Linked DNA regions of Sus scrofa: region 2 is linked to region 1. The links are chromatin contacts, called in public Hi-C maps. All regions are on one chromosome and are shown on one strand. The core of a region is the stretch at or near the end of the contact, and the rest is flanking DNA. Distances in the headings are between cores, read along the strand shown.

Region 1 (3,095 bases), core at 203-2,702:
GACATCTGTAAACCACACATTGCCCTGTGGGGTTGTCAGGAGCTGTCTGTGCATGGAGTGGGTTTGCGTATGGCATGAACACGTTTATGTTTTTACCTGGCACCGTCTATATGTACCGACACCTGCCTGCAGTCAGGCTCCACTATCATCCAGCATGTCTGGCCACCACTGGTGCTGCTATGGCCCAGGGCATCTTCCAAAACTAGGACTTCTGCGGTGCAATTCAGATAGTCTTTTACCCCAAAATTTCCCCCCACCCCCCTGCTAAAGCTGCCAAAACTCCCCTTTTTATGGCTTGATAATATATCAGATACGCCTGTTTCTCCCACAAACCAGTCTTTCCCCATAGAGTTCCCATGGCACCAAACAATCGCGGCTGCCCTGGAAAGGAGACAGACCTTGCCACAGAGGCTCAGGCTAGCACGCCAGCTTGATAACAAAACCTATGAGCTGGTGAGATTTTCTACTTGACATCTCCTTAAGTGTGTATTGGTACCTATATTTGTATACATATGTTACTTTTATTCTTAGAACCATATACATCTCCTCTGCTCATTTTCACAAAAATAATGGTCTCCATGTGGGCACCTGGCCAAACACTGGCACTGTGTGTGATACATGTGGCACAGAATACATACTGGCACACATATCCCATGCCTGCTTTATACTCTAACATGGTGCCATTTTCTTGGTGCAGTGCCCGCTTCTGTCTGCTTCACAGAGGGTTCTTTAGGTCTGATGCTCATTTCTGGGGCTCAGGCTCTTGGGTTGGGGCTGGATCTCTCAGCTAAACAAGCAGGCAATATTCCTCACCTCTGGAGCCCCACAACCTGAATCTAGGCAGAGGCACTGAACACTGGGTGGCTGTGGACACGGCTACTGCTGTGCCTGCTGATGAGACCAGGCAGGTTCCTTTCCCACAGCCTATGCTCTCCCCAGGGTCACCATTGCTTTGAGTTAGCATTGAAATCCCTCGGAGCTGCAGTATGTGTGTCTTCCCGCATCTCCGCGCTTTGTGTGTGTGTGTGTGTGTGTGTGTGTGTGTGTGTGTGTGTGTGGTTTGGGGCTGTAAGTGTGACATTTGTTGATCTCGCTGTGTTTGTAGGTGAGTGCTGTGAACGCGCGCGCCCTTGAGTCGGCTGTGAGGCTCCGTGTCTGTGTAGTTCGTGGACGTTGGTCTGCGGGCCCCCGAATCCCAGTGTGTGTGGATCTGTGGCCTCTACGCGTGAACTGCGGGTCTGTGCCTCTGTCCCTGGGCCCGGTCAAAGCCAGGCCGGAGCACGCCCGTGCAGCCCCCGCCGGCGCCCCTGCCTCTTACCGCCGCTTTCGCGGGCAGCAGCGGCTTCGGCTCCCGCTTCCGACAAAGTCCAGGCTCCGCAGCGATGCGGGGCTCGGGCTCGCCGGACGGCGCCAAGGGGGCTCCGGGTGGGAAGGGCAAGGCGTGGGAGCACCCTCGCTTCCTCCCCAAGGCGGGACGACCACGGAAGCCGCCGGACGCTGGGGTCGCACTGCCGCGGGCGCCCAGGAGAGGAAATGAAAGCACGAGAAGAGCCGAGGGAGGCGAGAAGTGAGCAGAAGAAAATAGAGAATCGGAAACAGAGAAAAAGGAAAAACAAAACCCACTTGAAAAGAAATAAAACGTTAAAACAAAAGCGATAAAATAACACTAAATGAAATAAAAAGGAAACACACCAAAGGCATTTAAAATGTTAAACTAAATTACGGAAAAGGCAAGGAAACAAAATGGAAAAGAAAAGGCTCCAAGGCGCCCGAGGCGAAAGGGGGCCTAGACGGGGCGACGCGGCGTTTGAGAGCTTCGGGGATCCCGGCAGCTGCGGCCGGGCCGAAGCCCAGCCCGCGGGGCCTCCTCTGCTCCCCGCCAGCTCCTGGGACCCGGGTCGGGCGAAAAACTCCGCTGGAGGGTCTGTTAGTCCCCACTCCCCAAGTCCAACAGCGGCGGCACTGAGGACCCCATACCTCCGCTGCCCCTCACCTCTGCTGCTGAACCCATCGCCGGGGAAAATAAAACAAAAAATGATCCTCAGATCCCCCGCCTGGCAGGGTCAGTTGTCCCTAAGGTTCGTATTCTTGGCCGAAGGCCCTTGTAGACCCTCGCGGTGCTCAGCAGAGCGTCGTCGGGAAAACCCTAGCTGGGTGAGAGTGGGGGACTGGGGATCTGCGGCCGCGCCGCTCCCTGCAGCGGCTCAGGGCTCCAGCCCCAGGCGGGAAGTCCTGACTGTGGTGCGGGGACTGGGGGCTGAGTAATTAATAACCGGGAGAAGCTAGGATGTAAGGGTAAGGGGAGCCTGGCAAGTGGAGGAGAAGGACGATGTGAGAGACAGAGAAGAAAAGAGGAGGCCAAGATAGGGGTGGATAAGAGAGGAAGAGATGCTGGAGAGAAGGAAACAGAGAGATACATAATGGAAAAGAGAGAGAGAAAAGGTGGTGGAAGGGCAGCAGGCAGCTCAAGGAGTTTGGCCAGAGGCCCTGACACCTCTTTCCCTCAAGCACTTTTGCCAAAGCTGCCAAATTCTGCATTTAGACCATGGGTTTCCAGTAGCAGATGGAAAGGCCACAACTCAGTAGCCTGCAATAGGCTCTAGAGAGTTAGAAACATGTAAACCCTGCAGAACTGTCTGTGGCTCTCAGAAGCAAAGAAAGGAGACATAGAGACTGTGAGGCACTAGGGAAGCTCTAACATCTTAGGGCAGGGAGAAGGTGCCTAAGAGACAGACCCAGCAAGCTGAAGTCCTTCGATCAAGGTGCAGAGCCGATTCCGAGATCCCAACCACCAAAAAGCTGGCTGAGTTCAGAGCTGACCCATAAGCCCCAGCTGATTTCAGTATCCTGGACTCAGTGGCCATTTCACTCCCAGAACACCTGAATAAATACCTACCCTGGTTCCCTCCACCCCCCACCCCATATCCTCGGTGTGAGGAATGGGCTGCTAGGGCCAACTATATGGGCTTGGCCAAGTCATTTCCTCCTTTATAAAAGGAGAGTCTGGGGCTGGGAGTCACAGTCCTTCCAGTGGATAGATTATCAGAGCCAAGAGGCAATGAGACCAACCTGAATTTGGCGGGGCACTCAACATC
Region 2 (2,809 bases), core at 16-2,515, 45 kb before region 1:
GTCAAGCCCTTGGTTTTTCATTCTGTTTCTTCCTCTCCCTTCTCCAGCTTTTTCTCCAATGCCTAGCACCCTGGTGGGCAGTCCATAGACTGTTCTATTTAATTGGATTGAGGGTTTGGGTATGAGGATGGTTGTCCTCAGAGGGAGCTCAGAGGGCAGGAGAGACAGGTGTCCTTGGAGCCTCTGGGCAAAATCAAGACTGAGCCCCTCCCCCATCTTTCCTGTAGCCCTTGGCTTCGCACCATCAGTCCCCCACATGGTGGCCCATCCATTCAGGCTGGGTCAACAGGGTGACAATGAGCAGGTCAAGGAGATGGCGGGGACAGGGGCCAAGGGGGCACCTTCCTCACCCCTTCAGGACAATGAGGCCTCTGCCCCTCAGGGACAGCCCCTCTGATCACCACCATTATTACTCTCAATGCCGGACAATCGGACACTTGCCCACTCATGAACTCTGTCTGTCCAGCCCCAATGCCGGAGCTCTGGGAACAATGATGGACGAGGACTCTGGGCCCCTGCTCGCCCCCCAGAGCCCCAGTGATGGAGAAGCCAAGCTGCACTGCGGTCAGCGTCAAGCCAGCAGAGCCAGAGGCATTAGGGAAGGGTTTCTGGAGGTGGCCACTGTTCTGGATTGGCAGAAGTGTCCGTGGGCGACAACAGGGCTTCCTGCCCGACATCTGGCTGGGAGACCCAAAGTTCCCCAGGGGCCTCAGGGTGCTTCTGTGCCAGTGTGGCGAGCTGCCTGGGCCAGGAGCGGCTCCTCTGACCTCTGGAGGACCCGGCGCTCCAAACCTGCGCAGCCTGGGAAAGGCCTGAGATTCCCCCGCTATTGGGATTCAAATCACGACGCACGGTGGCCTCAGCTCGGGGAGGAATTAGACACGGCGTGGGTGTCCGAAGTGGGGGGCGGTGGCGGTCCCGGGGCAGACTAGCTCTGCAGCCGCATCCTCCCCCGCAGCCCCCGCGCCACCTCACCCCGATATTTCTCTCCCACCGTCAGGATCTCCCCCACCCGCCCGCCGCCCAGCTCCGCGCGCCCCGTCTCCTTTGTCTGGCCCTCCCGCCCGCTCCCAGCCGGGTCCGCCGCGCCGCCCCGAGTGCCCCGGCCCGTGCGCCCGCCGCCGCCGCCGCCGCCCGGGAACAATGCGGGCCAATGTCTCCGGGCGGGCGAGCCGGCTATGCAAATGTCCAACGGCCTGTGAGAATCCCCCTCCGCCGCCGCCCCGGCTTCCACCGCCTGAAAGGGGTTGGCGGCCAGGCCCGGGCGGGGGAGGCGGTCACTGCATAGGGATGAGCTGTCGTCCCGGAGCGCCCGCCCCGGACAGAGCGCCATTGTCTATATGCCGCCGTCTGATCGCCGATCGAGTACGCCAGCCCGGGGAGGAAGGGAGAAGGCGACCCAAACCAGGCTTTGGGGCCAAGGAGGGGTGGTCATCTCTTCCCTCCAGATCTACTCGTCTCCTCCAAGAGCCTTGCCTTTGGGGGTCAGACCGTGGTGGGCTCCCAGCTTGGCTCCCCCAAGCACTAGCTTGGTGGCTCGCACAAGTCAGTTCATTACTCTGAACTGCTGTTCTTGGAGGTTAAACCGAGTCCAGAGTTGATACTTTTCCCATCCTCCCCTTCTCCATTCATTTTTTTCACATTACATGGACCAGAGGTGTCTCTGGAGCCCATTCCCTTCCAGAACATTGAGGGAAATACTCATGGTTTCGCCAAAGCAGGTTACTGGACAAAAATGTCCCAAGGGAGTCTCTCTGACCCGTAAGCCCTGGACGCAATCAGGACTTCCTGCTTCCTTCTGCCACCCACCACCAGTTAAGTAGGCCCACTTTTACTGGGAGAAACCCAGCCATGCAGGACTGAAATTAACTTCTCCAGGAGATCCCGTCGTGGCGCAGTGGTTAATGAATCCGACTAGGAACCATGAGGTTGCGGGTTCAATCCCTGGCCTTGCTCAGTGGGTTAAGGATCTGGTGTTACCATAAGCTGTGGTGTAGGTTGCAGAAGCGGCTCGGATCCCATGTTGCTGCGGCTCTGGCATAGGCCAGCAGCTACAGCTCCAATTCAACCCCTAGCCTGGGAACCTCCATATGCCGTGGGAGAGGCCCAAGAAATGGCAAAACCTCCATATGCCGTGGGAGAGGCCCAAGAAATGGCAAAAAGACAAAAAAAATAAAATAAAAAAACAAATGAAATAAACTTCTCCAGTGATACAGAGCTTGGGGTGGTGGGGAGCTGTGGAGGTGGGGGTTTGCCACAGAAAGTCCCCTTCCACAAGTGAAAGAGGTACAACCCTCTACCCCAACTCAGGAGCTTGTGCCCATCTGACAGAGGGTACTGGTCTGACCTTGGAGGAAAATACCTGGACAGTAGACAAGGGACCGTAGGCTGGGAGCAGGGTCATTCTAGCTGGGAACTTGACCCCCTGGTCTTGGGTACTTCAAGGCTGGGCTCCAGTAAATGGGTTTTCGCCTCTGCAAGGTGCGGGACCTGAGTCCACCTTTCCTAAACTCCCACACAGGTGCGTGATCAAAAGCTGATGCCGCTCAGGTGGGACCTGTTTCTGAGATGGTACCTGGGCCTTTGAAACAGTGATGTGTCTAGGACTCATAAGGTTTTCAGGACAAAATCAATGGGAACAACATCAAAATTAGAATTTGTTCCAGGCAGTCCAGGTTCTCAGTCCCCCTAAGGCAGGAGAGAGCTGACTGGGGGAGTGGGGGAAGGCGAGGGGGAGAAGATACCGGTAGGGCAGCAGAGAGTCTTCCAGGAGAGCAGGGGTGGGGCTCTTCATTTATGGTTTGGTCCA

Evidence for each region. Hi-C and Micro-C count contacts between places; a contact is called where the count stands out from the background.
Region 2: a contact with region 1 is called in a Hi-C map of undifferentiated spermatogonia, with 2.9 times the contacts expected there. A contact is called at or near these places in 3 of 5 promoter capture datasets (fetal liver, fetal skeletal muscle and liver), 29 of 47 Hi-C or Micro-C datasets (adipose tissue, alveolar macrophages, blood and 16 more) and 2 of 2 datasets of targeted methods (alveolar macrophages and skeletal muscle).

Annotation. Positions count from the first base shown.
Region 1 is chr4:93,643,843-93,646,937 of Sscrofa11.1, reverse strand. No RefSeq gene overlaps it. Among named protein-coding and RNA genes, the nearest start is that of MIR9-1, 15 kb to the left of the region's middle.
Region 2 is chr4:93,689,152-93,691,960 of Sscrofa11.1, reverse strand. No RefSeq gene overlaps it. Among named protein-coding and RNA genes, the nearest start is that of RHBG, 17 kb to the left of the region's middle.